3 separate regions of the Anser cygnoides genome follow, and all the other regions are linked to region 1. A link is a contact called in public Hi-C data. All regions are on one chromosome and are shown on one strand. Each heading gives the region's core, a stretch centred on a gene start, on an enhancer-like site or on the middle of the called end of the contact. The rest is flanking DNA. Distances are from core to core; before and after follow the strand shown. Region 1 overlaps LPP (LIM domain containing preferred translocation partner in lipoma). Region 2 has its middle 48 kb from the start of LPP. Region 3 has its middle 72 kb from the start of BCL6.

Evidence for each region. Hi-C and Micro-C count contacts between places; a contact is called where the count stands out from the background.
Region 2: a Hi-C map of liver shows a contact between it and region 1, with 7 times the contacts expected there. The contact joins two enhancer-like sites. A contact is called at or near these places in 2 of 7 Hi-C or Micro-C datasets (both in liver).
Region 3: a Hi-C map of liver shows a contact between it and region 1, with 11 times the contacts expected there. The contact joins two enhancer-like sites. A contact is called at or near these places in 2 of 7 Hi-C or Micro-C datasets (both in liver).

The regions. Positions count from the first base shown.
Region 1 is chr9:15,968,629-15,972,953 of Taihu_goose_T2T_genome, forward strand. All of the region lies in intron 8 of LPP (LIM domain containing preferred translocation partner in lipoma), which reads right to left. Among named protein-coding and RNA genes, the nearest start is that of LPP, 220 kb to the right of the region's middle. Within about 2 kb of position 2,538, at least 1 of the 3 cell types and tissues checked has open chromatin away from gene starts, as enhancers often do. A contact at or near this core is called in liver, where this site is marked.
Region 2 is chr9:16,238,746-16,243,366 of Taihu_goose_T2T_genome, forward strand. No RefSeq gene overlaps it. Among named protein-coding and RNA genes, the nearest start is that of LPP, 48 kb to the left of the region's middle. Within about 2 kb of position 2,491, at least 1 of the 3 cell types and tissues checked has open chromatin away from gene starts, as enhancers often do. A contact at or near this core is called in liver, where this site is marked.
Region 3 is chr9:16,266,843-16,271,444 of Taihu_goose_T2T_genome, forward strand. It overlaps the pseudogene LOC136791464. Among named protein-coding and RNA genes, the nearest start is that of BCL6, 72 kb to the right of the region's middle. Within about 2 kb of position 2,434, at least 1 of the 3 cell types and tissues checked has open chromatin away from gene starts, as enhancers often do. A contact at or near this core is called in liver, where this site is marked.

The DNA of each region.
Region 1 (4,325 bases), core at 1,288-3,787:
TCCCCACATCATGACCCCAAGGCCCCAAAATATCCACTTTTAAGAATCTTGCTGCTTCATTTGCTTGACTTTGTACCAAACCAAGCCCCATAGGCATGTCTGTCAGCACAGGACAGCAGCAGGGGGGGAGTGGTGGGTCCTCCCTGTCACCAAAAAGCAGGCCGCGGATGTCCAAGCTGATGAGGCCAAGCTGTGGCAGTCGTGACAGGGTCCAGCCAGCAGCCTGAACAGAGGCGGTGTCAAAAAGGAGAAGGGTGAGGAGCACAGCAAAGGAGCGACTGAAGCTGCAGAGAAGTGACTAAGTCATGGACGCTGGGGTGCGAACTGATAACCTGAAGGAAAAGGTGGCAGAAATGCAGCGAGCAAAGCCAAAGCTAACCTAACCGAGTTCAAAGAAAGGCACTATGCTTTGGGCAGTCACAGAAATAATGAATTAAGGGGAAGGAAGAGAATGAACAGCAACCTTACAGGCCATGCTGGACATACTGGGAAACGGGCAGCAGCACCAGGCTGTTACTGACTGGGGAAGGGCCTGGCCATGCCTCAGGTCAGGGCACGGGGCAGGTGGCACCGGGGAGGTGACTGGCTCTTGTGGCTGGGTCACAGGGCCCTGCAAGGCACAGCACTCACATGCTCCAGCACGAGCTCTGGCCAGCTGCAAATCCTACGGGACTTAAATAAAACGTGGCTCTTAATCAACAGATTGAATGCTGAGAAACCTGAGCGTGAGGCGGCTGCCAGAACCCGCAGCCAGTGAAAGTTGTTATGCACCAGAAGACATGGCCAGACCAGGCTTAGAGTCTGAAATGACTGTGATGGGAGCAGCAAGTTTTCTCTTTTTAATGCACTGCTGTTTCCTGCACCGTGTGGTTACAGCAGTGCAGGTGACGGCGCAGCCGAATGGTGACACCACATACCACAAAGTCTAACTTCTCATGGCTCTTCTTGGGGCCGAATAGGTGGAAATTGACCATTGCTTTCATCTGATCAGTCTTAGCAACTTCATCTGGGTTGCTAAATGAGGTGCAGAAGTAGCAGAAGGATTGCCCCTCACTTGAAGGTGTTTCAGTCTCTCAAGCTCAGGGCTGGGCTCTAGCACCCAAAGCAAAGTGCAAGCCCTGTGCCTGTAAAAACGGGCTTGCAGGCAATAGTGTTTCATTAAACAGCAACTCGGCAGCTTGCACATGTGCTGTGTTTTGTAGTGTTAAAGTTTTAGGAATAGCAATGGTTGATGTAACCGGTTTGGAAAAGACATAGACTGGAAAGTTTCTCAGAGCTTTTGACAAAGGGGTTTGCAGTCATTTCCCTGTGGTTTCTTGTTTCTCACACACTTAGCAGAGGAGTCGCATGCTAGAGCTCTGTCAAAACCCTTCAGAGTCACTCTACCCTAGTTCCTAACACTGGGGTACCTAAAGCATGGCCCTGTGTAACACCCATTTCAAACCTTCTTCTGATTGTGGTAGACACAAATCCTTAATATCCTGCTTTCTTTGTGTCCTTCATTTTCCAGCCTTGGTTGGCTCTGGGCAGAATAGGGCTTCTGTGCTTTTTCAGCCAGGCAGGTCTTCTACTTTGGCCAGAGTTTCTGCTTTTTCCTGCTGAAGCCTTCTGCCTTCGGATAGGAACTTGTATCAATGGTTCAAAGGGCAGGATGTTCACCTCTAGAATGACTGCTGCACCAAGACCTCGCTGTCCTGTTTATATATCTACATTTTATTTCTGACTGTAGCCAAGGATGACAGAAAACTAGAAATGTATAGGCTCTTTTGAACTGCAAGATCTCAGCACCTTATAGCAGTTTAGGTGCTATAAGGTAATAGAGAGACGATATTGTTCTTGTTCTTCTAAATGCTGAAGGCTCTGCAGGATCTCTCTCATAGCCAGCCCCACAAATGGTAGATAATGCTGTTCATGCATGTAGCCAGCTCTGGATAAACCATGTCTAGTCATGCATCCCTGAGAGAGCATTTTTCAAAGGAGATGCAAAACAAAGTACTTGACCCCCTTGTGATCATTGCTGCCAATACACCCTAACGCTACCTTCCAGATCAAATTACAATTGTTAACATTCATTGCAGGGCACCATCTCCTAAGCTCTGGGCACCCCAAAACAGGCAAGAGCAGCTGGGTGCGCTCCTTTTGAAAAGCAGGTGCGCGGGCACATCTTCTGAATGTTGCAAGTATGCAAGAGAAAAATAACATTCCCTTTCTTGGAACTTGTTTTCAGCAGTTGAACATTTCACAAAGAGAAACTGTTAGTACAAACACTCAAAAGGTCAAGCTCTAAATAAACAGACAGACAGAGTGATGAAAGGGGTTAGTTGTTATTAATGAAGCTGAGATGATCACAAGTCAAAAAAAAAAGCAAAGCAGCAACGAAGACAGAGAGCTATGAGCACGCTAGAAATTTTGGCAAGATCACATGTGAAGATACAAAAAGCAAAAGTTGCATTCCCCAGCCTGAGATGTAACATGGCCCAAAAAATCCTCCTTCACTGTTCCCTGGGACTGTCAGCTACTTTGCGGCTCCTTTCACTGACTTTAGGAAGATAAACAAACTGGTTTTGCACTAGAAATGTGCACCACCTATCCCCACATGAATACTATACTCAAACTAAGGCAGAGGATGAAAACAAATCCAATTTGTATCTACTACACAAGCCTTATTTTATTTTCATGCACGAACAGGACTTCCCTCCAAATCAGGTGCATGTTTTCCCCTGACACACAGTACTGATAAAACCTGGCATATAGCTCATATGAGAAGAAATCTGTGCAGAGTCAATCACCAGCCACGGGAAGATGATGATGACAACATCAGAATAAAGATAATAATTGAAAAAAAATCATGGAAACTTCGATAAACTAAATCCTGCCCAAAGATTTCCTGTTTTATTGGTGTTTACTTTGGGGATTTGCTTGTTTACCAGCAATGTGGCAGTGTTACACTGAATATTAATACGTACTTTACAGAAAATAGAGAACTGTAGAAGCTGCAGAGCAGCTCTTGGCTCTGAAGCGAAATTCAGATCTGATTATGTATCCCAGTTTAGGACTAGCCCTCCTTATAATGAGCTGAGCCCCAAACATGAGCACAGTCGAAATTTGGCTCTGTAGTTCGTAGCTTGACCTTAGGTAAACCTCAGACAGGATCATTTGTGGTTCAGAACAAACAAACAAAAAAAAATCCCTTGATGTTTCTGAGTCATCACATTGCATTAGTTCAATTTTCAAAGGTGGATTTGTCTCAGTCGGTCAGGGAGCTTTTGGTGGGATCAGTAAGTGCTTCTTGGCTCAAAACCGATTCGGCACTGAGGACACGATGCGCACAGAGGGAAGACCTATCCGAAAACAGCCACGTGCTCATACCACGCAGGGCCTCATGTGCAGAGTTACACGCAGGTATTTGAACTGTTTGCTGCCAGTGCCCAGCTCACGAAGAACAAGGAGAGCACTTCCGACATTCCTGTGAACATTAAACAGTCGCTGAAAGGGCACGATGAACTCCTCCCTCGCACGACTGAGACCTCTGCGTGCGGTCTCACACGGTGTGGTACATCTTGTCCTCCTCCTGCTGGCACCCATCTGGAGCAGTGGCATTAGGGGACGAGTGGTGTGACAGGAGCAAACAATAGGGCAGACACACACACACCAACCGTCCCCGCTGCACGAGTGCCAGTGGCCCGGCACAAGTGAGCAGAAGGGCTCAACAAAGCCAGCAGCTCCCTAGCCACTGAATGACGATGAGAAAGTCTCAGAAAGGAAAGACTGGAACCTAAACAGCTCCCACACCGATGGGAAAATGAGCAGGTCTCTAGAGAGGCTGATTTGTGCACATGACACCAGTGGATTTGCAAACAACCCGGAAAAAGTGAGCCAAACATCTGTGGATATATGCAATGGCCTTCCACAACACACGGGACTGCAGGCACTGCTGAGTCTAACAGTCTTGGGGAAAAAAACAACAAATATATATATATATATATATATATATATATATATATATAAAGCAAGTGCTGCTGGTATTACAGATCAGTGTGCTGAGGAGACAGGAAAGGAACGAGCTGGGACTCACTGCTGCAAGAAATAACCAGGCCATACTCTGCTGGGTCACCAGAGCATGAAACATGATGGAGACCTGGCCCTGGCCTTGACCTGTTGCCTCGCTGTGTTGTTAAAACGTGAACAGCAAGGAAGGGAGATACTGGAGGTCGACCCTGCAAGGAGCAGAATGCTTTCAACAGAAGCCACCTAGCTGCACAAATTATTTATTGTATGTTAAGAGATGCAACGGAGGGAGATGCAGAGTGAGGAGGAGAGAACAT
Region 2 (4,621 bases), core at 1,241-3,740, 270 kb after region 1:
GAGCACAAAGCAGGGCTTACAGACTTTGTTATCACAAGCTCCAGGAAGCCACGCTCCCACCTGCTGATCCTAACAGACAAGCAAACAGCCTCTAACCCCAGAAGATGGATCAGGAGGAATTCAATTATATTTAACAGGTTGATTGAGAGATATCTTGTGATTTGCCCACTGGAAATAGGAACAGATCCTCAGCTGCTGTACTTTGATTTCGCTGCTCTATGGCCAAAATCCACAGAGGAGAGGGACCGATAGAACTGGGACAAGATGTTTGCTCTAACGTATTATCAAGAACATTAATGCAGAGAATTTATCTTCTAAATAGATTGGACATTATTTAAAAGTGAAGAACCAGCAAGAAGTTCATTCCTGGACAGGGTGATGAGCTGATGTGCTAGATAATGCCACAGAAGAGAAACTCCATCCCAGGTTACCTATAAAAGCATGACCACCTTGAACCAGTGAGATGGCCTGTTAGTGTACACTACTAATAAAAAAACAGCAACGCATCTACCACCTATGGGTTTGGGAACTGCATGTTGCATATACATAAGCATGCAAAATACCCTACCTGTGAACTGTTTTCATTCGTTTCCTAGCAAAAATTGGCTCCTTATACTGTCTGGATGTTCAACAAAACCCATGAGATGTTTTACCATGTTTCCTTGTGCCACTTCAGACCTCATGAGCTTACTGCTAGGATCCTTCAGAATATGCATCTCCAGCAGGATTTGCAGTGAACAATCCCATAAAACTAGTGCCCCATTGGCATGATCAAGTAGCCAAATCAAATTTTGTCTGTAGTGGATTGAAACACGGTGCCATTGGCCAAGGGGTCACCTCTTTCCCCCAGAATGTCAACTCTCAGACAGCAGCAAGGGAGGGAAGGAAGAAGAGAAGTTCCTACAGGTGTGGAGCATGAGTACAGGCTTTGAAAGGGCAGTTAAAAATGTTCCCCAAAGCATTCAGCAGGTACAAGAGCTCAAGTCACTTTTTCATACATTAGGTGCTGAAGTGGCTGTCCTGATCACAGAAGCACAGCACCTTGAAGTCCTAGAGGTGTTTATCACCAAACTAATCCCACAAGTTAGAACAGCATTGCTATTTCCATTGTACTGCGAGGGAACTGAGTCACTGCACTGACGTAACTTGCCTGAGGCAGAAGATGAAGTCTGGGACAGAACAGAGAACTGAGCGAGAGTCCCTCAAATTCCTGGTATGCACTCCAAGCCCAGACCATCCCCATAGCCCATTATATTTGTGAAAACATCTGAGAGGGCTTTCAGTAGAGAGTAAGGTTTTTACTTGCTTGAGCACACACAAGTGCCAGCCATGCCTATCTGGGTGAGTCTGCTGCAGCAGGACAGCATGCCATTGCATCACAACCCAAAAACATGCTGCAAAGCCCACAGGAAGAGAACCTGGTGCCAGGCACGGGACTGCCTGGCAAGCTACAGGGAGCTGAGGAACCTCCAGCACAAGCAGCATCATGCAGCACCTGATCCAAAGCCCAGCAGCAGCCACTGTCTCTAGAATGCTTTCAACACACGTGTTTTAATGATCACTCAACATGAGAGGTATTTGCAAGAGATCTGGTTTTCCATGTAATGAGGTCCAGCAGGTGAGGAATAGCAGTTAGATTTTGCACTGCTCTGCACACTCTGAACCAAGCAAACCAGGACCTTAAAGGCATAAATCCTAGCCCTCTGTTCTCCCTTCCAAGATGGAGCTTAACTGTTAAAAATCCAGCTGCAACATAATGCTCAATTGAAGGTGCTGAATGCATTGGACAGCTGAACTTCGTAGAAATGCTCACCAGGACTTGGAGAAGCTCTCCATCTGTTCAAAGATGAGTCAAGAGATGACAGTGCTCCATCTCCAGCTAACTCCAGCGATATCTTGAAGTTGTTTTACCTGGGTAACAGTGAACATTGGGTGGAAACCCTGTTGAAACTGATGGAAGTCATTTAGCACACTTGAACTCAGTTCTCTAGCAAGAGAGCATTAACCATGAGGCACCAGGGTGGGCTATGGTAGCTGTATTTTACAAAGATAAAAAACACTGAAGTTTGTGCAGCTGGAAAATGAATGTAGTCATTGCACAAAAACCAGCCACCACTGGCAGCAGCAGAGAGATAAAAGTTGCTAGAATTTGATTGCGCTCATTATTAAAACTTATCTTTAACCATCTCTGTCTATTGATTTCTAGCCAACTATTAACTAGCAATGACCTTAGCAGCTTGAAAATAACTGGGGAAGTCAAGTAAACAAAGGGGAACCCAGCTGCATACAAAGAACCAAGATATTTACAGAGACCCTCTTTGCTTCTGCTCATTGCAATAAACTTGAGCTGGGTATTTTTCCATTTAAACATCTGAGTCAATGATCCAAGAAGCTGAGGGTGTGGACAAGGAACTGAGTATAAAGAGGAGCAAAAGGAAGGAATAGGAGCTAATTGCAATTGTTTCTAGAGTCTTGAATTAAAATAATCTGAGGTAAAGTCAGAAGACAAAGGTTTATATTTTGGGAGTTAAGTTCCACCGCCTGTAAGCCTTCTCATATATTAAGCAGAAGCACTAGTTATACACAGGTCAGTTTTACTTTCCTGATATACCATTATACTGTACCTACTGCCAAAGAAAGACACCATCTTTTAAAAGTCTGATGAAAGTGAGCATCAGGAGTCCTAGAATGAGAAACCAAGTATTTAATCTCTCACGTTTTATCATCAATACCCAAGCCATTCCAGGCATCAGCATTCCTCTTTCCACAATTCAAGAATTTACATCCTGTGTGACTTCACTTCACCAGCACATCTACCCTGGTGTCCCCCACACTTCCCTTCACACAGTGCTCCAAGATCCCCTCTGCAGGCCCTATGACCTGCCCCTTTCCCAGCCCATGCTTCCAGGACTGATGACATCCTCCAAACTCTCCCCCCTTTCCAACAAGATCAGCTCCTTCCCATGTCCTGTAACTACCAGCAGAGCAAGAAGCAGCTTTTGCTATGGCATGTTTCAGGCTGGGTGCCAGCTGGACGCTCATCCAACTGGCCAAGCAGTATCTAACTTCTGATAACTCCCACAATCTCGTACACAGGGCACACTATTGCCTGATCATTGATTTTTGCAAGAAGCTTTTAGAAACAGGGTTGTTTGAGACTTCAGCTTCCTTGTTTACAATGTTTGAAGAAGGTCAACAAGTTCTTTTTTTTGAAGGAATACAATAGAAACTACCAGTATTACTGTTCGGGAAATAATTAACATTCTTACACACCACTTTCTGCACTACCTCATTTTTGGCCTTACGATCAGAGCAATAGTTCCTAAGAAAAATCTCAAAATCCTGGAAAAACCTTGTTAGCACGTAAGCCTGTTGGATCTAATGGCCACTCTCTGCAAGAGGGAAGTCCAAAATTGGGCCAATTTGTGGTGACTGTACAGATCAGAGTGGGAAATTCTGGAGAAGCGTTGGAGCATTGGGTTTCAGAGGTCAAGTGTGGGTCTGTTTCTCCTTGGAGAACAGAGGTGGGGGCATTCACATATCCAAGTTCACACAGGGCATTGTCATCTGTAATGAAGCAAGAACCACCAAGGTCTATTTAGTCATAGTCCCACACTACAGAAGATGATCTTGCAAAATCCTGGTGCTTCCAGTTTGTGGGGAAATCCTTCAGAAGAGCTTTGTGTGCTCTCATCCTCACCCTAGAGGATCTAGAACTGCCAGTGCAGCATGAATGAGCAAAATCATTTGAGACCAGAAGAGGAAGCTATCCAAGTTCTTCTGATTTCCAGACATCTGGACTTCAGTAAAATATTTTTGGCAATTCAGCCATCCACACAGATGACTTTTTGGACTGACACTCTGATGACCCTTCAGCCATCCAACCTTCACACTGAACTTCGTAACTGTTGACCCAATTTGGTCATATCTAAAGGACCAGTAGAAATTTTGGCAGCAAGAAGTATCCAGCGTTTGGAAGAACCCTGGAAGTAGACATAAAGACCCAGATGAGGTCCCTGTTGTGGAAAGGCCTATGCTACACAACCCTTTGGAAACAGGGTGTATGTCCTGCCTGTCCAACAAGCACTTGCACGGTTCTGTCCCTCTACAGCATTACGTTATCTTCTGTGCTGTAGAGTCACAGGAAGAGCCATGTGAAAAGAGCTGGGGTTGTTATGGCAGAAACAGAAGTAGGATGAAAAGGCCAAAGGACAAAAATCCACAGGAGACTGCAGTAACTCTGGTGTTCAGGAAACAACAAGGCTCTTTCCCATCCCTTCATCTTCTTCCTGTGAAGGGTGAAATTACCCACCCTAAAGACAGGAAGACACATACACCTCCCTCACCAGAAGAGGCACAGTGTTATAATAGCAGGGCTATTTTTTCCCCAGGAAAAAGGATGAAATCAGCTATTTACACTGGACAAATTACAAGCTCTGGAAAGCACATGAGGCACACAAAGAGAGCAGTTGTATCACAAATAAATATATGGTGGGGGTTAAACTTATTGATTAGCTTTGTAAACGCAGTTGCCCAATCAATAGCAATTTCTGGAAATGCCTGGTACTTATTTGGTGCAGCTTGTACAATGAGGATAAATAATAAGAGTACTTAGGGAGCA
Region 3 (4,602 bases), core at 1,184-3,683, 300 kb after region 1:
TGGGAGATGAAGTACATTTTGTGCCATCCCCAGGGTGTCAGAGCCCACGAGATGCCGGCATCTTTCACAGAGGATGGCATTGGATCGCTACTGGCGGTGCAGAGGTATTCCAGTTTGGCCCAGTCCCTTTTCCCCAGCTGTTCCTGTGGTGCACAGAGAAGCACCGGAGTCCTGTTCCACTTGCCACAGCACAGATTCAGAGCATGTCCAGTTTAACTCAGCAAAGAGACTAGGCAGAAGTGAAAGAAGAATCCGTTTCTCCAGGGTTTGCTTTGCTGGAAAGGATGGCTGCTCTTAATTTACCTCCTTGAGAATGCTAAGGTCTCAAACCATTGAGGCATTTAAGCATGCTCTGACCTTTAAGCAGAGATAAGGCTCCTGAAGCCAGCACCGTTTTGCAGTAGGTTGCTCCCGAGCTCAAAGCTGAGCACATATTTAAAGACTTGTGCCATGGTCTAGGAAAAGAGTGTGTGCTTCTGGCTGCTGTGAGCACAGCTCCAGGACCAGGTCCTACGGGGCCACCCCAGCTCTGCTGCTGCCCCATGCTGCCACTCACAGCACACAACCAGCCTGCCTCCGAGGAGGTTTGGTCTCTAGAAGTGCCAAGCCCAGCCTGGCTATCACGGCTGGGGCACTGTCCCACCACGGGTCCAGAATAATGTATCTTCCCCTCTTGGCGCAACAGACAAGAAAGGCAGAGCAATCCCAGCAAGCGCGGTTAGCTCTCCGGAGGAGCCCTTGGGTCTAATCCACCCAAATTTGCAAGACCCAGCTGCACGCTCGCTGCTGACCTGGCGGCTTTCCAGCGTCCTGTGAATCAGGGAACACTGTGACTGCCACTCAAGGACAGCAAACTGTTCAGACCATAATACCATATTCCCATCTGGTGCACCGAAATGCATGGATGCCCATGGACGTGTTATCCTTCATTCCCTCTATAACAGAGCATGCAATAGAGAGTTTCTCTTAGGAGCAGCAGGGCATGCGAGCACAGTCAGGGAATGTCACCGTGTGTCTTGAAAGTGTAAAATGTAGGGCTGAGTGCTAAGGATTAATTATTACAGCTGCTTAGTGATGCTAGAGGGTTTTAATGTTATTATTTCTGTGTGTTATCTCAGGCAGGGCCATGGCAACAAGAAGACAAGAGGACCACCTGCCTGAGCCATGCTAAATGAGGGTTTATATATTGATTACCAAAGGCACAGGGACAAAATGCGGGGGAATGTGAGTCCTGACTGGGCTGGGCTCCCCAGCAGCTTGCAGCAGGGATCTCCATCCTCTGCGTTCACACATTCTGGGTCGGAGCTGTGCAAAGATCCCAGTGCAAAGCAGGCTGCTCGCCTTGAAACGAGTAGCCAAAAATGGCCAGCTGACAGCCTGGCCCTGCAAAGACATTGATTGCATCAGGACTTTGATCCACCAAAACACCACTGGTAGTGTGCCTAAATCTTAGTGGTGTGAGCAATTAAATGAGCCCAGAGGGAGCTGGAAACTGTGCAGTACTGCTCCTTGAATACCAACTCAACCTGCAGCAAAGTTGGAGTAACATGCTCCTAGGTGTGAAAGGGCAACATATTTTTTAGTATTATAAGATTCACAAAGCTAGGGAGAATTTTGCCCATGTGCTGAAGGAAGTTTAATAAAAGTCTAATTAAGTGCCTCGATCTAGATTTAGATGTTCTCACTTCTGGTGTCTGAGCTTGAAGCTGTTAGTCATTAATACTCATCTCAGGTAACCTCCACCACCCTCAGCCCCTCACCTGACGCATGCACGCACTTGAGAAAGATTGCTGATATCCTCCCTGAAAACTAATGAAATCACAGAGCGATATTTTGATTTCAAGGGCATCAAAGTAATGCAAAATAATGATGGAATAGGGAGGCTCTGATACCACCGCCACAGCTCAGCTCTTCTTGTCTATAGATCTGGGAGCATTTTGTGAAGGAGATCAGAATCGCTGTTCCTTTGCTCCCATCAGAGAAACTGAGGCATGGAGCATTGAAAAAGTGACTCCTGCAGATCTGGGATAGAGTCCAGGCTTGAAGCCAGCTGTCCCAGCCTCAGGGTAACGCAACCACTGTTGCCCACAGCTCTCTCTGGAAGGAGGGATGGGATTTGGCATGGACAGGAGGTCTCTGAATGTGTTTGCGTGTGTTTGTCTATGGGTACACAAGTTTTACGGATAGAAGGCTACCAGACACAATAACAAACAAAGAGGAAATCAATTCTGTCTTCAGCCAGGAAAGCAGGTCCCACTTTAGCTGTTTGGAGTTTAAAGGGCAGCGGTGGGCACAGGGAAATGCTTTGTAAGGGCTGGAGTAGTAACCAGATTTTTTTTCATGAGATTATTTAACAATATTTGTGGTTCTTGTTTGCTGTGCAGGAGATTAGGCAGAAAAGCCTGATCCCCTCTTTGTCCTTTACAGCAGAGGAGAGTGCTCCAGACCCACAGACAGGGAGAGCCTGGGGCTGGGGCCTCCACAGTAATTCAGGAATTACCGAACTTCAGCAGGAAATGGTGCTGTACGTTTCAAAAGAGTCTACTGGGAAGCGGAGGGATCATCAGCAAATCTTCTCTGTGTGGGGCTGCGAGTTTACTGCTAAACAACAGAAGGCACGGGGCTCTTAAGGTTATTAATAAAAGCAACGAACGTTTCCTCTGCTTAATAGCCTGAGTGTGTCCAAGTTTTGTTATGGGAAGAACGCCATGCCCTGGTGAGGGTTATGACAGGGCTCCCCTCTACATGCCGAGATACTGCTGGGTCTAGGAAAGGATTACCCGCTCCCCAGAGATGTTGTGGGTTGCCAAAAGCCTGAAGCTTAAGTAATCAAAAATCTCTTTCCCCTTCTCCCCCTTTCCTTTCAGGCTGGCTATGCAGAGCCTCTGGAGTATGCATGGCCAGTACTCCCAGAGCCTGCCCCACAGCCCCACAACCCCACAACCCCACAGCCCCATGGCGATTGCTCCAGCCGGTGCTGGGGGTCGGGATGCACCAGGGACAAGCAGAGCTGGAGGGAGGTGCACAGCACAAAGCAATGAGCTGCGGTCACAGCCGCTGGCTGTCCGTGGGCTTGCAGCCTCTCTGGGTCTCGCAACAACTCTCTCAAGATGACTGTGCTGGTAAGAAGTGTGATATCAAGAGCCGTGAGGCTTCGCCCCTGGAAGGTTGTGGGCATTAAGGCTCCAGGTTTGCTTCAGAGAGCTCCTCCCCTCCTCCCTCAGGAGCACTATGACTGAATAAATGACAACGAGCACAGTCTCTCAGCTAGTTTGTAGTCAGGGAAACTGAGGCACAAAGAAGGTGATTCACGCCATAGCTATCTACCAGTCAGAAACTAGCTTAAGGGACAGAAGCCAGGAGAAAAGCCTTTGCAAGACAACACCATTTTCCCTAAACAAAGTCACCACATTCTTACAGTGCTCAAACTTGGGCACCCAGCGCATGGCAGCAGGGGCCGGCCTACCTTGTATCCTCGTGCTCCTTGTGTCCTGTCATCGGTTTTAAGGCTGCTGGACATCCACCATGGAGGCCAGAAGAGTTCTGGTACCTTAGGCCTTATTGCCAAGGCTTCTTGGTGTTGGTGCCAGCCCAAATCCTGGCTGATGCCAGAGCTGACACCAGTACAAATGCTCCAGTGCTGCTGGCCGCCTGTGGAGCGCTGCCCTCAGGCCTACCCCCTACCAGTGCTTCTGCAAGATGGATATTTGCACCTGAACAAGAGCAGAGCCTTCAGAAATACGCCCAAATGCAAGCAGGGCCTTTGCCAGCAGTGGAGAATCCACCATGGCCTCCAGGGCTGTGGTTAATTGGCCTCCTGACAGCAAGGCACCTTAGGCCTAATCTGCACTGGTCTGGCTTCAGATAGCGGCCACTGGATCTTGTGTTGCCTCTGACAGCCAGGCAGGACTCATGTTGTCCATGTCCTGTGTCACAACACCTCCCAGCAGGGCTGCCCCGGGGCCTTCTCCTTCCAGCAGGCCGAAGCCTGCGGGGGATGCAAGCCACATGGCAGCGTACACATGCCCTGATGCACGGCTTCAGTTTGACTTCCTTGCCTGTATTTATTCCATTTTCCTAGAAAGCCTGTTTCAGTGGAGGCTTCCTGAGCACAGCAGGTGGTGTGTGTGTGCACATGTACGTGTGGGTACACCCCACTGTGGGGCAGGGGGATCCGGATAACCGGTCCCCACCATTACCACTGGCACTGCCACAGCTCGCTGCATCCACACGGTGTGGGCTGGGGGGATCTCGGCATCTGTGGAATGAGCATCTGGGAATGTGCATCTGATCCTCAGACCACGTGGACGGGGGGCTAAAAATAATAACCAACTGCTGCTCCATTCCTCGGCAGCATCTGGGGGAGTTTGTGCGGGGAGGAGCAGCCATCAGCCCCTAAAAGTACCCAGCAGCATCCCCATGCTTTGCAGCCTGGGCTTATGCATGTAAAAAGGTTCAAAGGCTATAGGATATATTTTTTTTTATTTTTTTTATTTTTTTTTTTTTTTCTTAGGGAGGGATATGCAGTGAGTTTTCTACCTCACCCACCTCCTGTTGGTGTGGGCTGTTAAAAGATGCCCTGGTTTTGCACATGCAACCTCA